Regions from separate parts of the Zea mays genome. Here region 2 is linked to region 1. A link is a contact called in public Hi-C data. All regions are on one chromosome and are shown on one strand. Each heading gives the region's core, a stretch centred on a gene start, on an enhancer-like site or on the middle of the called end of the contact. The rest is flanking DNA. Distances are from core to core; before and after follow the strand shown. Region 1 holds the start of LOC100276284. Region 2 holds the start of LOC100277479.

Evidence for each region. A called contact is a pair of places that touch in the nucleus more often than the background predicts.
Region 2: a Hi-C map of tassel shows a contact between it and region 1, with 4 times the contacts expected there. The contact joins the promoter of LOC100277479 here to the promoter of LOC100276284 in region 1. A contact is called at or near these places in 12 of 25 Hi-C or Micro-C datasets (bundle sheath, ear, endosperm and 3 more) and 1 of 3 datasets of contacts at active chromatin or transcription factors (leaf).

What each region holds. Positions count from the first base shown.
Region 1 is chr7:168,622,071-168,629,568 of Zm-B73-REFERENCE-NAM-5.0, reverse strand. LOC100276284 reads right to left here and starts at 5,675. Exons shown (of 2, transcript XM_020541029.3): 1 at 5,340-5,675; 2 at 4,588-5,211. The coding sequence starts at 5,415. The coding sequence ends at 5,084. It also overlaps a transcript of LOC100383403 not described here.
Region 2 is chr7:168,853,691-168,861,472 of Zm-B73-REFERENCE-NAM-5.0, reverse strand. It overlaps LOC100277479, which reads right to left and starts at 3,911. Exons shown (of 2, transcript NM_001349004.1): 1 at 3,502-3,911; 2 at 424-1,219. The coding sequence starts at 1,167. The coding sequence ends at 814.

The sequences.
Region 1 (7,498 bases), core at 4,426-6,925:
AGGTCTCCTAATGACCTAATCCTTGATAAAAAAAATACTCCCTCCATTCATAAATATATGACAACATTGACTTTAAAAAAACTTTGACTACCCATATTATTCAAAAAAATAATAAGTTATTATTTTTTGTGATTTGTTTTATTATTTAAGATAGTTTGTGCTTGACTTAAAATTTTATATTTTTGAATAAATATTTTAAATATAAGACGAGTGGTCAAAATTTTTAAAAAAGTCAATGGTATCATACATTTGTGAATGGAGGTAGTAGTTAGGATAATATTCAAGAAAAGCTAAGTTATGGGAGAAGCTAATTTATGAATAGAGATAAGATTATTTTGTGACTTCAGAAACATACCATGTGTTTGGTTACCTGCGTCTGTCGAGTTTCTGTAGCCGCGGATTCCCAAAGCACCTTTTGTTTGTTTTCCTGCATAACACAACCGGGCTCTAAACATGCAAAAATCGTTTCTCAGCCAGGCTGGTCAGATACGCGCACGAGGAGTGTAGCTGGTGGAGCAGGCCGCGTGCATACAACCTTGGTCTGGCATGTATTCCTAGAACACTTTTTATTTTGTTTTTCCATCGTATATTTTAATTGAAATGTATATTTTAATTAAAATGTTCAATCACTAAACCAATTTTAGATCTGTGTTCTTGATATTTTTACGAACAAAACTAGACTACACTTGCTATATAAATTTTAAAGATTTATTTATTTATTTATTTTATCCCATCTTTATTTTGGTGCGGATAACCAAATAAATGATGCACTTGGTCTGAATGTACTTGTCGGAGAGGGAATTCTCTGGCCGGGTGGCGGAGTGCACCCGCCCTAAATCCTAAGATGAGGAGGGGGCTTAAGCGTTTTACCTGTCTTGCTAAGCGAACATCAAGCACATGAACACGTGAGGATTTAGAGTGGTTCGGGCCGCCGGAGCGTAATACCCTACTCCACTGTGTGTTGGATTGTTGTGGAAGCTTGAGCTTTGTGTGTAAGCCTGAATGACTTGCGTATGAGTCCTCTCACGTTACATGTCTCCCCTTTTATAGTTCAAGGGGGGCATGTACAATGGTTCTAAGCCCCGACATGTGGGCTCAGGGACAAATGGAAGGATGGATCTACTGCTTGTCATGCCCGTGTAATCTCCGTGCACCCTGACACCTGAGATCTGCGTAGCCTCGTCGCGCAGGAGGAAGCTTCTCGTATAAGGGATGAGTACAGTGCACTGCGCAGCACGGGCACACTGTTTCGACAACGGACTGGACAGGTGCGCAGTCTGCAGGGTGGCTCTGGCGCTGTCTGCCAGCGGAATGGACATGACGCAATAAATGCCGTGGGGGCACATCATCTGTCAGAAGGGTGGACAGGCGGTGTGTCCTCTCCGCAAAAAATGCGGAGGTCGTGCGGCTCAGAGCCCTTATGTCATGCTCCGCCCGCTGGCCTACGTCACGGACAATAAGCCATGTGGTTGCATTAGACCCTTGGTCGAGCGGGGGGTGGAGGCGCCACGGCTAGAGCCAGGACACGCGTCAGTCCTGGACCCATGCCTAGGTTATGACACTCCTTTTTCCTGGGATCTTGTTATGGGCTGTCCGGAGCTCACTTGATGGGGTCCGAACCCCATCTAATGGCTTCGGGCTGCTTTACTTCGGAGTCCGGGTCGTGCGCACAGGGGTCCTGTGTCTTCTAGACCCGATGGCGTTGTCTCTGAGAACGCCACCTTAACTGCCCACAAGATACCCCTAAGGCTGTTCTCCACGCGGCTAAGGGTAGCCACACATGTATCGTGCCTTTATACCGTAGTAAGGGGTACCCCTAATCCAGGGTATCGATAGTACTAATACAAACAACCAAATAAAAGTCTGCTGCATGGATCTAGCCTGACCATATGAGCTTTACTCCAAGGGATGGCAACGGATAAACTATCCGCGGATAGTGTCTCTGGACATCCATATCCGCGACTTATATCCGATATCCAAACCCATACCCGTTACCCGCTACGAAAAATCCATGGATATATTCATTTGCCCACTACACATACAACATATTTAAATCTAGCAAATTTAAATATAATAACATATTTGTCCAACAAATTTAAATATGATAAAAACATACAACATATTTATCCACATCCGTTGCCATCCATAGTGGGGACTGGGGTTGTGGGCTTGTGGCGACGGGAGTACGGGACTTGGGCTGGGCCGGCTAGCTGTGGTTCCAAACTCCAGTGATCCCATATGTCAGGTTACTTTAACGGATATTCGGGTATTCGAGTATGGATACTGATTTTTCGTATCCGTTTTAAAAATATCCACGGATATCAAATGCTACCCGTATCCGTATCCACGGGTACAGGCTCGTATCTAAAACCATGCCAATGGGTTTTTTTTATCCGCGGGTACGCGGATAAATCACATCCATTGCCATCCTACTAACTCCTCAGGTACTGGCCAAGTTGGACCCGGTTGCCATCATGACGTAACCAATCACATGGATAAAGAATATTATTTAGCTTGAGACTATGACTATAGTGTTAACAAGTAAATGCTCGATGTGATTAATGTACATACCTCTTCTATTAGCAATGTGGATTTGATCATGACCCTTATACTTGTCTCGCACCGTTAGTTAATCAAGTTTGCCTGAGATGTGATCTGTAGCCCTAAGTCTATACCATAGGATGTGGTGGTCCCCTCTGTATATATGTCATATGGAACATAATTTTCAGCAAAATGGTACCAACATTCTATTGCAATATGACTCCCTTTTGCCACAAACATGGCATTGGGGGTTATTATCCTATTTCCCGTCGCTTCTGAGACACGTCCACCATTGCGCTCATGACCTCTTGGACCATGACCTCCTCGATTTTTTCCTCTACTGCGTGTGCCTTCTCGTCCGCGACTATCTACATTGGTTGTTGCGTGATAGTTGGTGGGGTAGTTCCATGCGTTACTCAAAGCTGAGCAACTATGAATACACCTCGCCAATGGTCACAGTTGTCTTAATTTACAAGTTTAAAGACAAGAAAGGTTTAGATTTGGTTGTTACATGTTTATACCCTTATCTAAATCAAATAAAATCTATCGTTTAACTTTAGAAAGTACGATTAATCATGTGTATACAAAGAACACAAGCGAATATAATCTAAATTATACTATTTCAGAGTCCACACGTTGAACATGAATACACGTGGGTTGAGTGTACACCAACCGCCACCATAGGGCCAAAACAGAGGGACAAGACATGCAATATCATTTGAGATTGATGGGGTGGGTGGAAGGTTAGTCAGAGCAACTCTAAATGTGTTTGATTTGAGGTTAAAGTAGGATGAGACGGGACGACACCGTTCCTTCGGTTTTTTGGGATCACGCTGCCACCAAAAATTACTCCAGTGTTTTATCTCGCTCTCACGTGATTCTCATCCAAATACTATAGAAACTTTGGCCGTCCCCTTTCATCTCTCCTTGTACATCCAACCAAACACATCCTAAAAGACTATGATCTTTCTAATCTATATAAATAGAGATTAAAAAAACACCCTCCAACAGCTTATTTAAATGGCTGTCCAAATATATTCATCTTCTATTCTAGATATCTCGCTAGCCAAATATAGAAAATATGAATGACTCTTTAAAGTGCAAACAAGATATATAAAAGATGTTGGAGATAGAAAAGAAATAGAAAGTAGTCTTTAGCAAATGACTCTCTAAATGATAATTTTAAGAGTGAAATTTGGAAAGACTCTTGTACTCCATTTGGATATAGATATTGGTGCACAAAATTGAGAACTGAAATCGGCTTTCCTGAATTCTATCGTTTGGTCGCACATGGAATTGATATTTAGAATCCGAGAGCCAATTCCATGGAATTTGTAATATAACTAGATTCTCTTTATCCCAATTCAGAAAATCACTCCTCTGTATTGCGTGGAATTAGACCATCTAATTCTAAACTCTAATACAGTGACATCCAAACAACAGATTTGGAATTGAATCGGAGTATTGTAGATGCTAGTGTGGACTTTTGCCTTGCTTGCGTTCCAGAGGTAGCTAAAAACGCGCGATGGGATCAACCGTTTTTGTGCCGCTTCGTCACCGAAACGCAGCGGGTTCGGGTTGTCAAGCTGCGGATCGAAGGCGCCGGCTTTGTGGCGACGGCACGGCCTGCCCTGAACGTAACGCTAACGCGTGAAACGAGGCGAGGCTTTCCCCTGTCCCTGTTCCGCTGTTGGTGTCGGCTCGATGGGCTCCCTGCCCGCGACGGGCACGGCGCGCCCGTCAGGCGACGGCGAAGTGGCGGCAACTAACCTAGCAAGCGACGTTGACAAACGAACGATGCGATGGCATGACCATGGCCCGGCGCGGCCGATCGATAGCCACCCGCCACCGGACGGGATGGACATGTGTGGATGGATCCCTCGTCGTCACCATGCCTGGCGCCCGCCCGCGCTGCCCGGGCGGCTCTGTCGCCGGCCGGCGCACACGTGTGCTCCCGCGGGGGGTCAACCACCACCGCCCCATGCCTGTGCGGCTGTACTAGTAGTACCAGTGCTTCGCGTGCGTAGTACTCCGCATCCGTATATATATACACATCATATATATATATATATTTTTCTTTGGCTCTTTGTCTTTTGTATTTACAAGCTAGACAGATGCACACGCGGCCCATTGACCCCTGATCACCACACCAGACCGGCAGACCGTGCCGTTCCTTTTCCAAAAACAAAGCGAAGAAGGAGAAAGGAAAAGGAAGAAAAAACCGCTCCGCAGTGTCGGTGAGGGAGAGGGACGCCTGCTCTGCACTGCACCTGCTCTTCTGGAGGACGGAAGAGGCGGCAGCGCAGGATGAACGGAGGAGCTCATCACCTACGACGCACACCATCTCCGTGTCCGTGGATCAAATAAAGACCACACGTGTATCACGGCTGAAGAAGGTGAACTATACCGGCCGCCGGCACTGGTCGTGGTCGTCATCTTTATGTATGTGCACACACCGACAGTTTCATTGTGTCGGTCGAACTCGGACCAATCAGTCGCCTTGCTCAACGGCGTGGGCGCGGCGGCCGGAGGGACGAGCGAGTCAGTGATGGTCTAGGCGCATCGGCGGCGGGCGGGAGTGGGACGAGTCGACGAGGATGGACCAGAGGATGTGCACGTCCTCGCAGGGGCACGACTTGACGTCCTCGTACAGGATGTAGATGCCCCTTCCTGCTCATCACCACGCAGTCAGAACACGGATGGATGGAATGAACCAGCCACCAAAGAGAAAACGAGCGCTAGCTGGAACAAGAACGACAGAGGCGGCGGGGTAGACGGAGGACTGGCTGGGCACGTACTCTTGCTGTGCGCGGAATGCATGCGGATCCAGAGCTTCTTGAGCGGCGAGAAGAGCGACCGCATCCACGCCGCCATGGCCGGCCGGGCGGCGGCCTGCTGTGGTTGTTGTTTAGCTTGCTTGGTGCGCGGACGCCGGCCGGGTGAAGTCACTCGATCTCAAGTCCGCACCGCAGCTTTACTTGCACTGTTCCTTCATTCCCTACCGCCGACGACCGCGCCTCCGCTCTTAATAGTCACCCTCCCTCCCGGTGCCGCGTCGCTGTCCGTCCATATCTCCTCCGTCCCCACACCCAACACAAATAAACAAGCGGGCGCGCGCGCGCGCGGGAGCCTTTCGCTCGAGAAAACCAAAAGGCAGGCCTGGTCTCTGGTTGGTCTACCGCGTCGTCGTCGTCATCACATCAACAACAGTAAACGGCCACGTTGTTCATCCGCCGACCGATCGATGCCTCGATGGACGCCTGCTTCGCCTTTAGTTTATTTTGCGTCATGAGTATATATATATTGCATTGTATTGTATGAGCTATCGAGCTATACGTACGTGCTCAGATTCAGTAACAGCCGTTTCTGTCGTCGGCAGAAACATGCGGTGTGAAATTCAGGAGCATAAATAGCACCCATCTTATTTTCCACGTACGTACACAAAAGTGTCGGCGAGCAAACAAAGCCATCGCAATCACAAGCAAAGCAAAGCACGGCGGGCGAATTCTTCTCCGTCGGTGAACAGGAACACATCAGTGCGGTCCATCCAGATGCGATGCGAACCAGGGATGGTTTCAGTATCTGAGGAGGCGATGTCGGGAGCCAAGCTTAACCGGCGGGACCTGTGTTCGCGGCGCGCTTTCCTTCCTTCCCTCGCTTCGCTGACATAACGACCAGCCGAGCCGACGGTCGGAATGCCGAGTCAATCAAATCTGTGCCCCCCCCCCCCCCCCCCCTGCTCACCTCGCCTGGGATATCCTTTGCTTATTTGCTAGTGCTTCTACAAAATGGGGGGTCAGGTCAGTCTTTGTCTTGCGCGAGGGCATTAGGATTTTGGATTCTATGCATTATTCTGATGTGATTTGGTCTGACATCAGCACGCGAATCAAACTAGGCGCAGATGAGCTAACCCCCATGGAGCATTAAAATTTGCCCACTGCATTTGCCGCGTACTAGTGTGTTTAATTCTGGTTTCTGGATACTGAAGCTCCAGAAATTTATCTGGTAATAACGCGCAAACCCATTGGTAGGGTAGGGATGCGCAAGGTGTTTGGAGCTGCACTCACGGGATTACACAATTGATCAGTGATCGATCGATCGATCACCCCCCATAATGCTTTGGTAAAAAAGAAAACGGTTGGAATAGAAAAGGAAAGCAGATGGCCACCATTACCTTCGATGGAAAATATGGCGGTGCGGCAGTTTTTCCCCACCTAACTAAACGCCATGCATATCCCATATATGTACCTCGTTTTAAACATGCGAGGCATGGAAATTGCAAGGCCTGCTCCGCTGAAGTGCAAGTGCAGGCACCATTTCATCAAAAGGTGTAAAGGTGAAATAGCTCTCTTCTGGTATACAAAAACGTATGGGTATTAGTATAAACTACTCAGCAGTTTCTCTATGATAACATAAATAAGGAACTACGCATGGTGAAGAAGCACGCCACGCGTGCTAGTAACTGAGTACTACCATTATTACACTTTTGGGGAAAATGAAATGATATAAAAAAAAATAACCATTATTATCTGTTATATAACGATGCAAACTTGGTACAAAACCTGCTGAAGCTTTTTTTCCAACTAAGGGCTACTTTAGGGATAGTTTGGGAACATTGTTTTTCCAAAGGATTCCAATTTTTCAAAGGAAAAACAAACTAATTTTCCTTACGGGCCGTTTGCATCACTTTATTTTAGAGGAATTAGAATTCACTCAATAAAGTAACTTATTTACTTTGGAATTTGACATTCCACCACTTTCCAAAGTTCAGATATAAGCCTATCTTAAATTCATGGGGTGGAGGATGGAAAATAATTTTATGCCTTAGTAGAATTTGTTTCTACTCTGTAACTTACATGACACTCTTCGTCTCACTCCTCTATAGTAAAAATGTAGCACATAAAATATCTCCGATATCTTGCTAATAATAGTATACAAATATATTTTGCATAACACC
Region 2 (7,782 bases), core at 2,662-5,161, 230 kb before region 1:
CCATTTAGATGATTTGCTTGTACTGAGCAGAATTCTAGATTTAAACCCAATTAACATTGATCAAGATCGATGCCAAATTTTGGGTTTTTTATGGTGCTGCCCTCGATTTTGGTTGTGTGCTCAGTTTTACCTTTAGTCGTGTTTTTTTTCTCAGTTTTACCCCTCCAGTGCTATAGAACAAAAGGGCAAAACTGAGAAAAAAAACCACTAATAATTAAGGCAAAGCTGACATGTTCGACTGGTAAGAAGGATGTCACTGGCTATGTGAATGGTTAGTTTTTTCAAGGCGCAAGTTGCATGCTCATTTTCCAAGGTGCTGTAACAGCTAGGCATATTTGAAGACCTCGTTAGTTAATCTCAATTTCCGTCTGATTAATTAATATTTCAATATTTATGTGTTGTTCATAGAAACAAGTTCATTTTGTCCTTGAAGCAACCTGGCTCACATTTGAACATTTGATGAAACTGCTCTGAGGAGGCGAACATTCCATGACGAATCGCCCAAACATGGTCGTGCCATCTGAATGAAAAAAAGAAAAGAAAAGAAAAGAGCAATAATGACCGGACTTGATTTCTACTACGGAGCAGTAGATCTTTACACAGTAAAACCCATGCTTCTTCCTTGGGTAGTAGATTAGATCGCCATTGTTCCCTCGCTGGGCGGTCACTCGTGGCTGCTCCTTCGGGTCGCACCGCACGCACGTGCAACCCCCGCTGTTTCGGGCTCCGATCCGCACCGCGCGTAGGGTCAGCCGGCCGCAAGCAGGAGCAGGCCCGCCGCCCGCAGCAGCTAGCGAGCTCAGCACGCTGCTGCTACTCGTCGGCGCCCTGGTCGAAGTTGAGCGCGTAGCTCCGGGAGTCGTAGCTGAAGGCCCCCAGCTGCTGCTTCCTCCGCCGCGCGCCGCCGCCGCCGCCGCCGCCGCCCTTGGCCATGAGCTCGTGCGCCACCGCCTTCCAGCGCAGCTTGGCGCGCGCCGACCGCGCGTCCTGCGCGGCGTTACGCTTCTCCTCGCCCTGCAGCGCCCTGTACTCCAGGCGGCTCGACGACGACGCCCGCGACAGCGAGCGGCCGAAGCAGCTGAAGCCCTGCGGGACTAACTCGTCGTCGCACGGCGGCGGCGGCGGCGCCATCGCCGGCATGGACGCCTGGTGCACGAGGCTGGCCATGCGAGCAGCAGAGGCAGGAGGTCGAACCGGAGACTTTTTTTTGTGAGAGATGCTGAAAACAGTACACACCCAACTGTCTAAGCGATTTATGTAGATTAGCAGGCCGGGAAGCTGTTGGATCCAGCGACAATAATAAGAATAATAATAATAATGTCCGATCGAGCGGCGCCATGGCAACATGTCCGGCGATCTCTGGTTTATACATATACAAATGGTGGTGTGCTCAATTTAATAACATGGCAAGTGTCCTTGTTTATCCTGCACTTTGCGGCAACAGGAATTCTTGCCCGGCTTTGACCAGAACATGCGAGTACGCTCTAAGAGTCTAAGGTGAATTTGTTCTCCGTCGTATACCACGTCTGAGGCAAAGGGGAGAAGTAGATGGCATCTCGATCTGTGGACTCGGCAGTACAAACATGTTCTGCTAACATGTGCAGACACGAGTACAAAAGCATGGTCTACCAATAAGATGAACCATACAAGCCAGGATCCAAGATAAACTAAGCCCGACTAATACGGTTAGCCACAGCAGTTGAGTGGTCCAAAACATACAGAGATGTCGAGCAGCATCTCCCCTAGAAAAAACTGATCTTCACATCCAGCGAGATATATGATACCCCATACAAACCAACTATCCAACCGACCGAAATGAATCGTTCACCAAGATACGAGTCTCTTTCTCGCTCCTTCAAAGTTGAGACCACTGACGCAGTGATCAAAACAGTCCAAACACCGCAACTATTTTGGATCATGTCCAAGACCCTTCGCGAATAATAATACTGACTATAAATAGTGGTATCAAATCCAGACAGCAAGTACAGGCGATGTCCGCGATCAATTCAAATCAAGCATCCAACTGTATCAAAAAAAAAATCATGCGGGCATTATTTTGACCAGCGCCGCGCATGCGGACAACGATTCCCAGCGCTACAAAGCACCACCAGCAGCAGCCAACGGTGCGTCCACATGATAAAGCGCAGATGCTTTATTTGGTCAATCATTGTCACTCATGGATGGGATTATTAATATACTTTCTAATAACTGCGCACTAAACTTATACGCAACCACTAACATATGTGCAAGCAACTGGTCACGAAATGTCTGGCTGTTACGGCTGGATGCACCCTACCCTACACATGTTCGACTAAAGGGATTGTGTATCAATTTGGGATCTTTGGGGGTAGCGGGTACCTGGTAGCAAGGAGATAATCATCGTTGTCGAAATACTGCAAACTCTTAAGGTAGTGTTTGATTCTGTAGTATTGTGGGACGGAGCCGCTACACTTCTAATTTGTTGTTGTTTGGATTGGTTTCGTGTATCTAAAATAGGAAAATTATCCATAAATGTTGAACCATCTGGCTCCACCAAAATATCTAGAACAGAGCCACTTCATCCCAACCGGCTCCGGAAGCAAACAATACCTAATTGGATGGTTTGCTTCCAGATCCATAACAATCATTATTATGGTCACAATATTCTCAAAAGCAATTTCACCAAGAATCATCAGTGGACTGGTAGCAAGGAGATAATAGCTTTCCTATGCCCGCTAATACTTCACCAAGCAAACATCCCAATTAAGTAGAGCTGCCCTAAACAATGAACATGAACGTTGCAACTTAAAAACCGCCTACAACATGAAAGCCAGCCAAAAGCCCAAAAACAAGCAAACATCCACGAGAACCTTCCCACCCAATAGTTCTTAGGTTCTAGCAGCTCGTAAAACGCTAATGCAAATGGTCACTTCACGTTAAAGCTCACTATGTACAAAATTATATACAGTTCTGGTATCTAAAATTAGTTGAACAGGCAACCATACAGAAATGGTCACACCACTACTCCGAAAACAATAAATTTTGGATATTCTTAGTTGTACCCCTCACAGAGAATGTACACGATATAAATTAAATCAACCAAATACCAGTCTTGAATCATTTTGGGACAAGATTTTTAAAGAAAAATTTCCTTAGACCCCGTTTGCTTAGTTAGAATTGAATTCAATTTTAATAATTATAATTTAGACAAAACTAATTAAGTTTAAATATTTATATATATAATATATTTATATATTATCCTAAATCATATGAGAGAAATATTTACCTACTACATTTATGTTATAGCGGCGCAAGTAGAAGAGTGTACTATAAGTTGTACATCGGAAAATAGCATGTAAATCTATAAAATCAATTTCTATATCTCACCTCATAAATTTAAGATAAGCTTATATGATAACTTTGGAAAGTGTTCGAATGTCACATTCTAAAAAAATAGTCTATTTTATTAGTAATATTTAAATTCCTCAAAATAAAAAAAAACAAACAGAGTTTTAAGCAAACCTTGGACTGTTAGGGCTAGTTTGATGGACATAGAAATGGATGGATCAATGGAGAGATCTATTCAATGAATAGCTGAGCACAGATACCATCTAGCGTTCTACACCCAGCCAGGGGCGACGCGAGCGTAGGGCAGCACCGACGAGGACATGCCCTTCCCGGGGCCGTACATGCGGCCCATTGCGGCGAACAGTGACCGGCGGCAGCGATCAGGAGGGAGAGCGAGTGACAAGTTGGCGGCGGCGGCGAGACGGAAACCTAGAAGGAGGAAGGCTGGAAATACCAAGAGGCTGTTGGCACATTAACGATTTCTGATATTGGGCCGGTTCACACGGTGAAGCCTAACATAAGCCCAGCCTGATGCTGGCCCGTCGCCGTTCCGGGAGTCTTGATCTCGGGCTCTCGGCCCATCTAACAGCATCAAGCGAATAAACCGGTCACACCGTGACCACGAGATCGGCATGTCCACGAAATCGTGGTTCATTTTGAACTTCCCATCCCAACCTAATGGCTATGCTATGTGAGAATTTTTATTTTTGAAAAAAGAGTTTCTTCGAGACTCTACGCGTGCATACTTTTAGACCAAGTTTTATCAAGCATAACTATGGTCCAGTAACGATTTGTGTGGAAGGAGAACTGGAGAAGGACTGTTTCAAATAGAGTCGAAACCACAAAAAGCGTGTCTTGTTCAAGAAGCATTTGAAAAAGAGCCTTGACAAACGGACCCCGTACAGAAAAAACCTTCTCAAACCAATCCTCTATTTTAAACTAGCAAAGTGCTCGTAGCTTGTTACGATTTCTATGTATATTTGAGTATAAAGTATAAAATATAAGGACGACGGTTTCTATGTATATTTGAGTATAAAGTATAAAACATAAGGACATATGTTTTGTTGGCTAGGTGAGTTTGAATGTGAGTTTAGAACCAACAAACATGGTTCGAATCTTCATTTATACATAATTTTAGATTTTATCAACTAAATGTTAAAATATAGATCCGACCGAGTCAGGGATGAGGGTTGATTGTAAAAGTAACGACGGGTAGAAATTTCGAGTTGCGAAGGAAAAGCATGAAACCCGACAATGTCAACTCTCAACTCTACATGTTAGAAGGAGCTAAATCAATAGGTGCTGAAGAAAACTGGTGCTTTAATATAGTAGAGATTAGAGACAATTAAAACTAACAAGTTATCATCGGTTAAACACCACGCTCAAAAACTCCATCAGCTTCTTGAGCTCATCTTCATCTACAAAGCTAAGATATCATATAACCATCTTCTCATTCCCTCCACCATCGATGTCCTAATCGTCTCCATCAATTTACATCGCCAATTTATTTTAATTTTTTCTTTATAACATGTTGGTCGAAATCGTTGAGCGCGAGATTTGGCACATGGCCGCGGTCGGACGGTTCACTCATGTGGCTCCGACAATCCACGGTTGTAAACCAGACGGTCCGCGATTACATTAATTCATGCGAGAGTCCTTATCCTGCGCATGTTTATCCAACTAACCACGCGGAAATCTGTTGAGAAGCGCATTGGAACGGGTCTAGGCCACCACTCCATGCTTATCAAGTCGTCCTTGAAGTGTCACCTTAGCGTCGCTTAGATGCTAAGGCGTGCTCGGAACCTAAGGTGTCTAACACGCCTTGCTCTGGAGTGTAAGGCGTTCGCGGGGCATGGATGGGACGTCGGTGAGCCGCTGTTGGGCGACAGTGCGACGCCTTGGGGAGTTAGGATTTTGAGGGGGGGCGAGCATGGCACATCCTCGACAGTGCGCTTGCTCTGCTCCCTCGCAGCGGCGACGCTCAATTCACCACTGGTGGCGCGGCTCTAGGCGGCGCATCTTCAGGCGGTGGAGGGACCGAGGGTGAGAGAGGAGGGCTGCAGGGGGAGGGAGAGAGTGGAGAGCTGCGGGTGGATGGGGAGAGAGGAGAGAAGTGGGGAGAGGTAGGGCGAGAGGTAGTCATGTAGCTAGAGGGAGGCGACTGCTAAGTTGCTAGGAGCTTGTTGTTGTGTTTTAACCTAAAACTGTATTGGGCTCTACTAGTATGAAATTAGGCCTACTAGGCCATATAAAAGTAATAGCTTGTTTATTAACTTTGAAGTAATGATATATAAATAATATTTGATCATATAAATAATATTTGATCATTTTTATATTTACTTATATAGCTAAAGTGCTACCTCGTCCTACCCTTTATCGCCTAAAAGATAAAAGGGGGTCGGTCGTCTTATGTCGCCTTACCGTCTTAATAACCATACACCATGTCTATATAGGTACGGCCGATTGAAGCATCACTCAATCAATCAAATCAATCTATTTATGAGTCCCTAATAGAAGCACTAACTTAGTCTAAATTAGTTTTCCTTATCCTCATTCTTCATCTCTCTCCGGTTTGACAGTTTTTAGACGTCTTAGGTGTCTTGCCGATCCCAAAATGTTGTAGAATATTTTCTCTCTGATGTAGTCCCTCTCGGAAAAGAGAAGATCCAGATTATGCATTTATGCACGAGATTCACGAAACCCTTTAAAAGTGATGTAGTCCCAAAATGTCGTAGATTATTGTGAGCTTCTTTCCTTTCTTTTTTTTCTGCTTCTACTAGGCTAAATTAGGCCTACTAGGCCATATAAAAGTGATAGCTAGTTTATTAACTTTGAATTAATGATATATAAATAATATTTGATTATTTTTTTTATATTTACTTATATAACTAAAGTGCCGGCTCATCTTATGCTTTATCTCCTAAAAGATAAAATGGGATCGGTGGCCTTATGTTGTCTTACCGCCTTAATAACTATGTACCACGGCTATATATGTGAGGGGTACGGTCGATTGAAGCATCAATCTATTTATGAGTACTTTATATTCTCGTCCTAATAGAAGCATCGTCTAAAATTGCAGACAATATTTCCCTCTTAAGGTACCCTATATAAAATAAAAAGCAGTGTAACATTTTCTTTCTCTTGCAAACAAGGTCACTACACTTGCTACGTTTCCTGTTAACCATCTTTGGCCGTTCCTACCGAACCAACGAACTTTACACACCCCGAATCCGATCCGGACCACGCACAGCACAGAAGAGCATGAACAAACACCAGCACACACAAGAACATGTGCATCACGCCGCCGAGTTACACAGAATTAGGCGAGACGTCGATGTCACATTTGCCACCGTCGCGATACATACAGTGCAGGTCCAAAGTTTACGGCCAATCGCGTCACTCGGCACTCAGCAGGTCCGCTTCAACTCATGATTAAGTGATGAGTGACGAGGCAGCTTTGCAGAAGGCAGCCTCGTACCTTTCATCAGGTCCGGCGGCAGCGCAGCTTTGCCTAGAACACATTCGTGAAGCCAAAGGAAACTCGTGCTAATTTCATCTCTTTGACGAAACAAAGCGCGAAAGATACGTACATACACTGGCACTCTGCACCTGCAGAGCTCTATCGGCTGGCATGAAGAGCTTCTCCGTTGTATATATCCTCTCAAAGCATGGTGTCTTTTTGCCGTACCAGAAAAGAACGCTTGGTTGGGGACAATGCAGATGTAGGTAACAAAACTATAGACTCTACTGCATCTCTATCCTTTCCACCCCTATCTAACAATCCGGTTCTTGGAATCTTGGTGGTTCTCAAGAGAGCAACCTCCTCATCCGCATTTCTGGATAAGGCCATAGCCTTTCCATGCCCTACTCCTATCCCACACGGCCACACATGCTTTTGCCACCGAGGAGCCAGACCAGCTTGTCACTCCGCATTAAAGAAGTGGTGTTGTTTCTTCAAGATCATGCTTCTAGTAGCCTTTTTCTTCTTCTTTTCAGACAATCAAGCAGCTCCGGTTTGCAGGGACAATCTGTTATCCTGTGAATAAATTTGTATGGCCAGTTATTGCTGAAGTTTCCCAATCAAGCAGCAGGGCAACGTGCGATGCTCGCCCAAAGCAGGCAGGAGAGCCGCCCCCCCCCCCCCCCCCCCCCCCCCTTCTCCCCTCTGAACTATTCAACAATTGTAGGAAGGGCAGTGCTGCACCTTTCGCTTCCAGCTTCCTACCACCCTCAGCCTAACTCACTCGGTGCTTGACTGCTTCAACTCCTATCTTATCTGAATATATCTAGGCAGCATCCGCACTACCTTTAAAAAGTTGGTTGATTAGAAGTAGGAGCACTTATTGCTACGGAACACTTCTAGCCGGCCTTTTGGAGTTCCTTAAAACTGCCACTTTTGACTCGTCTTCACATCATCATTTTAATCACCCGCTTTCCATGACCGCAACTCTGTCC